Linked DNA regions of Sus scrofa: region 1 is linked to region 2. Evidence: chromatin contacts called from public Hi-C data. All regions are on one chromosome and are shown on one strand. Each heading gives the region's core, a stretch centred on a gene start, on an enhancer-like site or on the middle of the called end of the contact. The rest is flanking DNA. Distances are from core to core; before and after follow the strand shown. Region 1 overlaps LOC110255761 (a long non-coding RNA gene). Region 2 overlaps KLF12 (Kruppel like factor 12).

Region 1 (6,081 bases), core at 2,217-4,716, 390 kb after region 2:
CAACATCTGCATCCCTGGACAGATCAACTAGTGTGCAAAGTCCATGTTAGCTGATCAAGCATGGCTTTGTTTGCGCTTATTCACTGCGCATCCAGCACTGCGTAAGTGGTTTTGCATATTAACTAAGTGCTCAGTAACCTTCCGTTCCCTCCTCAGAGCTCCACCCCCTCCCGCCCGGCCTCCTCGGGAAATCAACACTGTTACTCACTGAGGAAGCTGCCAAGAGGTTGCCATGGCAACTGTTCTGCTTTCAGCAGCTACTTTTCTGGTTTGAAGGTGGGGCTGGGGGCTAGGGGAGGGGAGAATAAAAAAAAAAACCAAACCAAACCTGAAGAGAACCAAGCAGCTTTCTGATCAGAGTTCAGATAAAGAGGGTCCCAGTCACTTGTGGGCACTGCCTACAATAACCCAGTGGATTTGACAGTGACAGCAAAAGCAGCAAATAGACAAACTCAAAACGTAAGTACAGTGGAAGGGCACTCGTCCGATTATTTGGCAGTGGTCTTAAGCTGAAACATTTCCAACTGGTATCAGTGCCTCTCATCGAGGATGCTATTTTATGAATCTTTTCATTTTTATCAAGAGCCAAACAAAGATGATGAGGTTTCTGAGATTACAAACTGGCCAGGGGGGTAAAACAGCCCCAGAAAGGGAAGGGAGCATCTGAAAGTCATTTTCTAAAACTTCATTCAGCAGGGGAACAATGCTGCATTCAGGCAGAATGAGGGAAGACGCGTGGTGCGCCAGGTCAAGCTAGCGACCTCTGAGCTCCTGTCTTGCTTTGCCAAGGTGGGCCACATAACAGTCTCCTTCTCAAGGAAGGGCTGGGATCAGGCAGGGAAAAGTGTAAAAAATCAGAAAATGGAAAGCTGGGTCCACAGAACTGCTGGATGTCAGCGACATACGGAGCGCTGTGCTGAAAATTGCTCCAGACCCCCGGTTCCTGGAATTTCAGCAGCTCCTTGTGAAAAAGCCAATAGTTCTCAGTGGTTCCTGGCAGAAAGCTGGCAGGGCTTGGGCAGGGCCAGTTCGTGAGGGTGGCAGCGACTTCGTCTACGCCCCCTCCTTCCTGCCTCGGATGCGCCCATCACCCCAGCACACACCTGCTCGCTTCCCAGCGCTCCTCCGCGGCTGACCTTCCGTGCATTATTTATTCAGAAGTGCTCTAACCTTCCTCACACAAGCTATTTTTCTGAATCTGTATAGTTTTGCTCAGAACCTGGTAACTGCTGCAATACCCAGATCCATTTAAAGGGATTTGTAAATTAGGCAAAACCAGTACAGAGAGTCCAAACGGGATTGTAACATGTAGTGTCATGCTGGTGCCATTGTCATTACAGTCTGATGACAAGATTATTAATGTTTTTAGAGGAATAGCAAGGGACGAGCTCAGAGGTTCAGATCTCTTTAAGGACAGGCAAACGTGCAGCATGTTTGGAGCAGTGGGAGCTAGCTCTTTGCCTAAAGCAACTTATTTCTGACCTGAAATATAGCTGTTTTTGCCTAATGCTCTGTCTGAATATTTGTGTTTCCTCCTCAACCTCAAATCCATATGTTGAAATCGTTTTTTTTTTTTTTTTTTTTTAGGGCTGCACTTGCAGCCTATGAAAGTTCCCAGGCAAAGAGTCTAATCAGAGCTGCAGCTGCCAGCCTACAGAACAGCCCCAGCAAGGCAGGATCCGAGCTGTGTCTGCGACCCACACCACAGCTCATGGCAATACCAGATCCTCAACCCACTGAGCAGGGCCAGGGATCGAACCCATGTCCTCATGGATACTAGCCGGGTTTGTTACCACTGAGCCACAATGGGAACTCCCCAATGTTGAAATCCTGACTCCCCCCCAAAGATGATGGTATTGGGAGGTGGCTATTGGGAGGTGCTTACATCATGAGGGTGGGGTCCTGAATGGGATTAGGGCCTCATGAAAGAGTCCCACAGAGCTCCGTAACCCCTTCCACTATGTGGGGACCCAAGGAGGAAACAAGGAAAAATCGGCATCTGGAGAAGGTCCTCGCCTCACCCTGACCTCAGACTCCCAGCCTCTGGAACTGTGAGAAATACATTTCTGTTGTTTATAAGCCACTCAGTCTGTGGCAGTTTGTTACAGGAGCCCAAACAGACTAAGACACTCCACATTGTGGCAGAGACTATAGATTGATCATCAACTTTCTGGAAACTTTTTCACTTGCATTTTAAAATTTGTCAAGTAGAGGCATTTAATTTTTGTGTTTTTCCTTCACAGGGCCACACCTTCAGCATATAGAAGTTTCCAGGCTAGGGACTGAATCAGAGCTGCAGCTGCCGGCCTACGCCACCGTCACAGCAACACCGGATCTGAGCCACATCTGTGACCTACACCACAGCCTCAAGGCAACGCCGGATCCTTAACCCACCGAGCAAGGCCAGGGATCGAACCCTCATCCTCATGGATACTAGTTGGGTTCTTAACCCACTGAGCCACAACAGGAATGCTGTGTAGAGGCATTCTGAGGTAGGAAGGAAGAGATGACAAGGGATGGAAAGAAAACAGAAATATCAGAAAGAAGAAATTACTTAAGGACATGGACTCGAAAGCAGGGTTTACCGTTTTAGACGGTTTGTATCCTGAGTGATCTTTGTCAGTGACAAGAGAGAGTGAAATCCTTTTTGAAGATGTAAAAGAAATAAGGCCAAAGACCCAAAGCATTTTATTTGTGCAAAGTTGTGCCAAGTTCTGGAAGCCCATCCGGATGGGGACTAGACATGGGGACTGCCCCCACATCTAGGCTCTCCGAAGTGAAAGCAAAGCCCTAGGAGTTAAACACAGAGTGGGCGCTCCTGTGTATCAGTGATGTAGCTGGAGGCCCTATGTTATGTAACAGAAACAGGATGGAAAGTGACAGTTGCTCACAGACGACAGTAAATGTGATTAAATTATCTCATCAGCTTCATACTCCTGAGTATTTCTACCATGTCAGGCAACCATCCGTTCATCGGACCTGTCTGCTAGACATCACAGGCTGGAGGTATGAGTATTCAAAGAAATCCTTCCCTCGAATGGCTGACTGGGGGGATATCAAGTTTAGTCTATGCAGCGATCAGGTCCAGGAAAGAGACACGGAGAAATAATAAGGCGGGAAGGAATAAAAGCAAAGAGAAAAATTCAGAAATTTGTTTTCACTCTGCCACAGCCTCTATCCCATTCCTTTTCACTGACCTGATCTAATTCAAGCAGCTATTATCCCTGTGAAACACTGCCGCAGCTGAATTTATTTTTATTTTGCCTGCTCAAAGGCAATGTAAAGTGAATTTGAGAGCACGTCACCTTCAGGGGAAAGACTGCAGCATATTTCTCACCACCTCCCTCCTCCCCTCTGCCTGAAAAGGTTAATTTGAATAAGGCTGCTGCTTCCACAAATAGAACAGTAACCAGCACACAGAGGAACCGCCAATGGGAATGTGTTTCAGTGATGTCATACTTATACCTGCTCCTTATTATTCGCTGAGTTGTGACAATGTGTTCCTTGAATCTCACATTTTATTGGCTAAGGGTCCTGTCATTCTGAGTGCTTCTGGAGAGTTTCAGACACTGCAGTTTCTTTCCAAGCCCAGATTGTTTTTCAGCTTCTGCACTTCAACAAACTGGGGGATAATATAGAGTATTTAACACTGTCCTCCTGAAAACAAATAAAACCCTTTTATAATTTATACCTGATTTTACCCTGCCAGTGGACTTCTGATATCAGGGCCATTTGCAGGGTAAAAGCAGCTTAAGAAAAGTCTACTTTTTGCTTTAAAAAAAAAAAAAAAAAAAAAAAAAAAAAGCAAAAACTACATGAGCAGAACTTTAATTGAAGTGCTCGTAGAAAGGTCCTGCGAGGAGTTCCCTGGTAGTCTAGAGGCTGAGGATCAGTGTTGTCATTGCTGTGAATCAGGTCACTGCTGTGGCCCAGGTTCAATCCCTGGCAGGGGAACTTCTGCATGCTACAAGCTTGGCCAAAAAATGGTCTTGCTAAGCTTAATGTTGTCACCACTGACCTAATGGAAAACAAAATTATTCTGTTTGTCTTACAACAACTTATTGCTCCACAGAACAGAGCTTCCTAAAACAAACTAGCTCTGAAACGTAACAGTTTCAAGGAGAGAAGATATTGCAGGAAGGGAAACCTGCCTGGTTTATTTTTGTCCTAAGTGGATTTTATTTTTTAAAATCAAGTAGGTTTCTGTGTCATTAAAAATGTGTCTCAGGGCCCTCAGATTTCTAGGGCTTTTCTGAGGAAACTCCTGCAAACAGGTTTGAAAAGTACACTACTTGGTAGTGAAGGTGATGGTTTGATAAATCAGCTTTGTAGGAATTAGGAATTATTCAACTAACTGAAAGACTGAAAGAAATATTCCGGTCAACAGGAGGTACAAGGGTGGTTGGGAGACCAGAAATTAAAGCTGTTGCCCAAAAACTCTCAGAAATCTATGAGTGGGCAAATTCAGATCCTCAGAGACATAGAAGACAAAGTCAAGCCTCCATGGCCAGTGGTTGAAGCAGAATGTATGTAAGGAAGGTTAATTCATCACACAGGCAGGGTGGCGCATTAAGCACACCAGTGAGACGGGCAGGGCATAAAAGAAACAGTCAGATTTTAGTGGGAAGAGAGGGACTGTGTCCCGAGAACAAGAGGAACAGGAGTTCTTGTTGGGGGAATGAGATGGAGAAGGATGGGGACACACAGAAGAGACCTCCTTGAGTGGCTATACATATTGTGAGATAAATTTAGCAAAGCAGGTGCACAAATGAGCAATAGGAAGAAGTAGAGACTACCAAATATTTTGAACATCCATCTCTCAAATTCAGTCCTTAATATCAAATATTTTTGAAATGGAAATGTCTTCACAGCTGTGTATCATGGCTTATTGTCTACTGAATCTGATGAGAGGTTAACTAGGTGACATAAAACTTTGATTATGTTATACCTTCAGTAAATGCTTGTACAAAATTATTGTGGACTTTGATCATTCCATGAGACTCTTATTATGTTAGGAGCATGAAAAATGTGACCCCAAATCAAATTTAATTGTAATAAAGATGAGGGAACATAATTCTACCCTTTCATTAAAAGGTAGAATTTTATTCCCTCCTTAGAAGGATCTACAAACATGTCTATTTTACTTGAATTTCACAGTATTTCTACCAGTGCACTATGTAAAATTGGAATCCAGAGATCTGTCTGTCATAACAGGATTTTGGAATATGAAATGGCCTCTGGTGTCAGAAGATGTAGGTTCAAATCCAAGTTCCAACACTTTGTAGCTCTCTGAGCTTGGTCATGTTGATTTTGTGAAGGCTCATTTTTCTTGAGGTATAATGATGATACTCGTGTATAGGATTTTTGTGAGGATTAGACTAAGTAATGTACATACATTTTATTAATGTAGCACCTATCTCAGTAAATGAAAGGTTTTTTTGTTTTGTTTTTGTTTGTTTTAACGCTGTTGTGACCTTAAGGTCCTTCGAGGACCTATATAATCTGGCACCCGGCTCTCTATTTCTTCTCACTCTTCTTCCCTCTCCCTCTGCTCCAGCCATGTTGACCCTCTAGCCATTTCCCAAACATGCCTCACGCACTTCCACCCAGAGGACTCTGCCTTTGCAACTCCTTTTGCCTGGAACTCTTCTACTCGCAAGTCTGACCTCTTTATTCAGGCCTCAGCTCAAGTGTCAACTCCCCTGAGAAATGCGACTTAATGCTCTGTCTAAAACAGCGCCCCCTATTGCTCTCTTTCCCATTACACTAGGTTCTGCTTTTTCATGGTCACTTATCACCACTAGACATTAGGTTATGGTTGTATTTTCCCTTTGTTCATTCTCACCTGGACATCAGGTCCATGTGAGCAGCGTCTTTGATCACCTCTGTGCCCCAGAGCCTAGAGCCTAGCGAGTTCATAAAAAACTTAGCCAATAATGCTGATGATGGAAACAGCCGTGGAACCCTATGCTCTTCAGGATTACAGGGATATAGATGCACTGACCAGAGAGCAAATATCACATTGGCTTGATATTTAAAATGTTTAAAATGTATACAAAATTTTCTTATTGAGCGGAAAGG
Region 2 (6,082 bases), core at 123-2,622:
CCACTTAGAATAAAGAGCATCTGAACTGATCGCTATTTGCTGAGCCCTGCCTAACAATCAGCTCCCTGTGCTGGGGACGATGAGGAATAACGAGGAACCTAACACATCAGCTCTGTTCTCAAGGAAGTGACTTCTTTGTGGCCTACATGGTAGGAGACAGTTCTCTGTAATACAGAAACGCCTTCCACACCTTGTTATGAAAGTCCCTCACAACAGGTGGCCAAAGCTCCTGCAAACTGCCTTCAGGGACAAAACCATTAGGCTCTTTTGTCCTACCTCTAGGGCCCTCTGGGACCCTGGCTGAAGCATGTGAACTCAGGTCTGCCTGACCTGAAAGTCTGTGCATTTCTGCTTCCGCATGCAGGTCGCTTTGCTGCAGGCTGGCTGTTGGACTCATGACTGGAAATGCTTTCTCTCACTCCTGGCCTAACATCAGATTGAATGTGGAAGGCCTCGGCTCCAACACCCCTACTGCACAGACGAAGACACAGAAGCCTGGAGACAGAAGTCACTTCCCCATGCCACTCAGGCTGGTAAGCTACAGGGCCAGGGACAACATCATACGTTTTCTGTCTTTGAGCTGGTACCCACTCCAGGCACACAACCTCATTTCTGAATATTCCTCTTCCTGTCTCAGTCCTATGCTTCCTAATGTGTGAGCACATCCAAAGGCTGCCAGCACTGGGACGCTCTTGTCACAGCAGGACACAGAGCACCAAAGGTCACAGACAGAGTCGCCCCCAAAGTCCATCGTGAGAACATGTGCCCTGGCCATGGATCATGTGGCTACATGTGCTGTATTACCCACAAGCCTGAAGAAATGTGAAATCACTTTGCAGGAGACGGCAATAACAATCGCCTTAACGACCACCAAACAAAGGGTGCCAAACAGAAGGAAGGTGCAGAGAGGAGGTCTGAATGAACCACTCTTATCTACCCAGTTCACACAGCAACAAGATGAAGGCTGCCACCCATGGGACTCTGTTATTTTCAATGTTTATTGTTATGTTTGCAATAACCCTATAAGGGAGACAGAGCAGGTTTACAACTGGCTACTGCCTGGCTTCCTATTTTGCACCAGGCCAGTTATAATGCCTGCACAAGCTGAATAAAGCATGTATTTACGGAGCACCTACCAGGTGCCAGGAGCTACAAGGGAAATATAAGAAATAGTTCTTGCCCTCTAAGAGCTTAGGATCTGATTAAAGAGACGAGGCCAAATACACACACAAAACTAGGACGAGAATGAGGCAAGGCAGCCAGAATGTTCGAGAGAAAGTCTGCTCCACAGTTCTTTCTTTAAGCTCTGAAATGTGCTCATCAGGTCCTGAATTCCTTGGCGGGGTGGGAGGGACCACATGGAGAGACCAGCTGACAGAGAAGAACTAAGGGACTATTTATAGCAAGAAAGAGAGAAGGAACAGGTGCTTTTGCGGTGCCCTGAGATAGGAAGGCCACGTCAAGTAGCAGATCTTTATAATGCTGCCTGCAGCCTGAAAGACAGACTTACTCTCCTTCCCCTAAACATGGACGGAAGAGTCTGAAAACTAGGTTTCCACAGTGATTACAGAATCCCATCAATGCATCCGTTTCAGGCTTTCCCATTCACTGTCATGATGCAAAGTTACACATCTACAACTTTTTGTTCACTGCAACTAATAGGTCATCTTTTTTAAAAGCCCATAATCACACATGTGAATGTCTGGTTTTTTTTGGGGGGGAGTTGGTGGGGGGGGGGTATTTTTTTTTATTTTTTGTCTTTTGTCTTTTTAGGGCCACAGCCATGGCATGAGGACGTTCCCCCGGCTAGGGGTCAAACTGGAGCTACAGCTGATGGTCTACACCACAGCCACAGCAACGCAGGATCTGAGCCGCATCTTCGACCTACACCACAGCTCACAGCAACACCGGATCCTTAACCCACTGAGCAAGGCCAGGGATCCAACTCTCGTCCTCATGGGTCCTAGTCAAGATCGTTAACCACTGAGCCATGACGGGAACGCCTCATACATGTGAGTCTTTTGATGTCACCAATATGTATACATTTTCTTATGAAGAATCAAAGTTCAAGTAGCCTTTAATACTCAATGAGGAGAGAGTTCTGTAAGATGGAAATGACGACATCTTCAGACCTTCCAGCGCTCCCTATCTGAAAGTAGTTCTGAGATTCTGAACACTACACAGTATTCTCACCCATCCCATTATCCTCAATGAAAAAGTCTAGTAAAAGGACCAAAAATGAATTTCACTAACATTCTAGCTTTTATCTCTTTAAAGAAGAGCTGGTTGAGAGTATTACAAATGACTCAATACAAATAATTATGTTCTATAAATAATCAAGTGATAATACATTTCATTAAATACTGTGCTCTGCTTCTCTTAAAGCTTTCCTGTAAAAAAGAATGCAATTATATCTGTCATGTATTTTTAAAAAGTACATACAAAGAATAAGAAAAAAAATCAAGTTTCTACTCCCCTCCAACATACACAATCTAAATTAGGATTAAACTACCAACATCAGCTCCATTCACAAGGAGGAAAATTGATTCTTACGAACGTGCATGAAGTAAAACCTAGAACCTACAATTTTTCCTGTCCCTATTTGAGAACAGAAAAATACCTTCTATAAATAATGTGACAAGAGTTTCTTACTCACATTGTAAAACCCCAGGGAATATTGGCTTTTGTTTTTTATGCACCTAAATCTTTCATGCAAACTTTACCATAAAACTGAAAAATGACAGTAAAGGGGAGAGAAGTATTTGGATGTCCTTAGAGGTTGTCCAGACTGGTGACAACCACACCCTAGGCTGGCTTTAACTAACAGCCTAGGTAGTATATTCTGGCTGATGTTCTGTACTTTTCTGCCTTCCTCCAACATCGATGACTTGAACAGATTTACTGCTATTCAAGCTGAAGAACATACCGTGAAATAAAAGCAACATTGTGAAATATACTGTTTGCACTTTTCCATCAGGCTGTCTTCTCTAAATGAGATGCCCGGGTCTATATGATTTGTTAAACACAGTGTGCAGAAACTTATTTTATTCAACTGATGCAAACACATTTTGATTAAGAAAACGGAACTTGGAGTTCCCATCATGGCTCAGCGGTTAACGAATCCGACTAGGAACCATGAGGTTGTGGGTTCGATCCCTGGTCTCACTCAGCGGGTTAAGGATCAGGCTTTGCTGTGAGCTGTGGTGTAGGTTGCAGACATGGCTCGCATCTCCCACTGCTGTGACTCTGGCGTAGGCCGGTGGCTACAGCTCTGATTAGACCCCTAACCTAGGAACCTCCATATGCCAAGGGTGCAGCCCTAGAAAAGACAAAAAAGGAAATAGGAAAAAGAACTCTTGGAATTCCCTGGTAGCCCAGTGGTTAAGGATCTGGTATTGTTGCAAATGTGTCTCTGGTCACTGCTGTGGTGCAGGTTCGATCCGTGGCCTAGAAACCCCTGCTTGCGGTTTGGCACAGCCAAAAAAAAAAAAAGGAAAGAAAACAGAACTCCACAAAAATAAAACACATCCTTCAGCAATTAGTTTAAACAAAAAAGGTTAAAAAAAAAAAAAAAACCTGCTTAATTTGGAGAATACAGAGTTTAACGTGATGAGGCTCAGGCTAGAATATCCAGGTGAATATATGACCTTTTCTGAAGATTTGTCAACAATGAACAAATAATATTAATAACCGCCACGTGGTCATTTCTTTCATGATGTCCTACTGCCCAAGTCTGCAGCTGAATCTCTGTGAGTCAGTCATTACGTCACAAACTCCACCAAGTCCATTGCAGAGCTACCACAGCCTACACTGAACGTGAGGAAATGGCAGCTTCTACATGACGGGGATCTGCTTCAGACACTGGCTTACACTGAAGAGAAATACTTTATGAGATGCCTCGCCCTCTGCCAAATAGTAGTCAGGAATGGGGAAGTTACTGCAGAAGCCCTCTACATGCTACCCACCATCGAGATCCTTGCCCTTGGCTGTCCGCATCCTTAAATCCTTTTGGTACATCAGTGGCCTAACCTCTTGAATGGGGTCCCAGAAGAACTCAGGCATTTGATTTTTCCACCAGCGAGATTTTAAGCACACTTGAAATTTCTTTGGATTGCTCAATGACAAAACATTGCTCATGCGTTTTTGCTTTTGCTGTGTGGGGCCACACATGCGGCATATGGAAGTTCCCCCAGCTAGGGGTCGAGTCAGAATTGCAGCTGCAGGCCTACGCCACAGACACAGCAGTGCCAGATCCCAGCTGTGTCTGCAACCTACACCACAGCCCACAGTAATGCCAGGTACCTAACCCACTGAGCGAGGCCAGGGATTGAACCCACATCCTCATGGTTACTTGTCAGGGTCCTTACCACTGAGCCACAATGGGAAGCCCCGCTAATGTGTTATTTTGAATTTTTTTATTAAGGGATACACTAATAAGATTAAGACTAAATATTTATTTAATTGATGTCCTTTTATTCAGTCATGTATACTGCCGCCGTGAGGCTGGTTTAAAAAGACAGGTAGGCAGTGCTTTCTCCCTTAAATACAAAAGGTGGCCGATCAACCAATGCTGCCAGCAATCAGGCTGCACTGATTATGATTTTAACTCATGAAGCTATAAATGATAACAATTATAAAATCACTTACATCCTTTTAAAAAAACCCAGCTGTGCTCTTAAGTATTTATGCTTTTAGTAGCCATAAATTAATTTGTCAATTTGGCTATATTATTGTTCAGTAGGCTTTCTTTGGCTTTTACGTGCTTTTCAAACTAAATTTCCTCCACTATAAAAAGGGGAAATACAAATGTCAAAAGAGAAATCCATCCAATCAACAGCAACTTTCCCACACCTGTACTCTGTAATTCCCCAACTTAATAAGAACGAACCAAGCTATTTTCACACCGAAGTTATAGTTCCATCTCATTTTCTAATACCTCCTCTTTGCTTTGGATTTGTATTAGCGTTCGGAAGCATTCACCGATTTAAATACCAGCCATGTGGTTCTTCTAGGGTCACTACGCCGTCCTGATTTCAGGATGTGATCTTTTCTAAGTGAGTGGGATGCGAGGTTGCAAAGGAGTGAGAATCAATCCCGATCGCCGATGATTTCTGAGGCAAGCAAGAAAAGCGTCACCAAGTGAAAAGTCAGGAATTTCGGCAAACCTCAGAACACTCTGGAAGAGACCACTCCCTTAGTGAGAAGCGGGCAGGGCGTCGTCAAAACCTGTGCTTACCCCTTGTTCAGATTCCAAAAGCTCTGTTTTGACTCTGACTGCCGGCATCCCATCAAGCATTAACATTCTGTTCTCAAAGGTGTCGATGTTCTGCAAATAAAAAAAAGAGAGGGAAACTCAGCCACAGAACATTCAGAAGAGGACATCTGGTAGTGCCTGCCTTCACTGTAGTACATTTAGTACAGCTAACCTCATTTTTTTAAACAATGGAGTATAATTAAATGAGGGTATCAGCATAACCAATTATCCCCCCATTCCAAACCTTCCTTTGAAATAATGACCAAGACCTTGAATTAATCAGTCTGATTCTCTGACCTCTGGGTTGGAGGTCAGACAGTAATAAACTGGAGTAAGGAAACCTTACATTAATTTATATGGGGCCAGAATAATTCATCACAGTTTTGCAACGGTGGAAGGAAATACCAGGCAAGTTCCTTTCTTCTTTAGCTCTGGAAGTTGTACTGCACAGAGAAATCCATAAAGGAGAAAACAGGGCAAAATAATTGATATACTCGCCTATTACTGTCAAAGTTGAAGTAATTTTAAAAAAGAGGTAATGAATTTTGGCATCATGGCAGATCTGATCAAATGAAAATTTCAACATATCAATCTCAAACATCTCCCACAAAAACAACCAACATAAGTCCTGGATTAAGAGTGAATTCTTAAACTGAAGTCTTAACCAAAGAATAAATAATTTGTTTTCTTTTTTTCTGTCTTTTTGCCTTTTCTAGGGCCGAACCCAAGGCATATGGAGGTTCCCAGGCTAGGGGTCTAATCGGAGCTGTAGCCACTGGCTGACCCCAGAGCCACAGCAATGTAGGATCCGAGCCGCGTCTGGGACCT

The links. A called contact is a pair of places that touch in the nucleus more often than the background predicts.
Region 1: a Hi-C map of fetal skeletal muscle shows a contact between it and region 2, with 2.1 times the contacts expected there. The contact joins two enhancer-like sites. A contact is called at or near these places in 7 of 47 Hi-C or Micro-C datasets (brain, embryonic fibroblasts, fetal heart ventricle and 4 more) and 1 of 2 datasets of contacts at active chromatin or transcription factors (skeletal muscle).

What each region holds. Positions count from the first base shown.
Region 1 is chr11:46,633,280-46,639,360 of Sscrofa11.1, forward strand. It overlaps LOC110255761 (a long non-coding RNA gene), which reads left to right. Exons shown (of 3, transcript XR_002336561.1): 1 at 1-459. It also overlaps a transcript of KLF12 not described here. Among named protein-coding and RNA genes, the nearest start is that of KLF12, 330 kb to the left of the region's middle. Within about 2 kb of position 3,467, at least 30 of the 83 cell types and tissues checked have an H3K27ac peak or open chromatin away from gene starts, as enhancers often do. A contact at or near this core is called in fetal skeletal muscle and skeletal muscle, where this site is marked.
Region 2 is chr11:46,250,304-46,256,385 of Sscrofa11.1, forward strand. It overlaps KLF12 (Kruppel like factor 12), which reads right to left. Exons shown (of 7, transcript NM_001134347.2): 2 at 5,237-5,326. Among named protein-coding and RNA genes, the nearest start is that of KLF12, 55 kb to the right of the region's middle. Within about 2 kb of position 1,373, at least 7 of the 83 cell types and tissues checked have an H3K27ac peak or open chromatin away from gene starts, as enhancers often do. A contact at or near this core is called in fetal skeletal muscle and skeletal muscle, where this site is marked.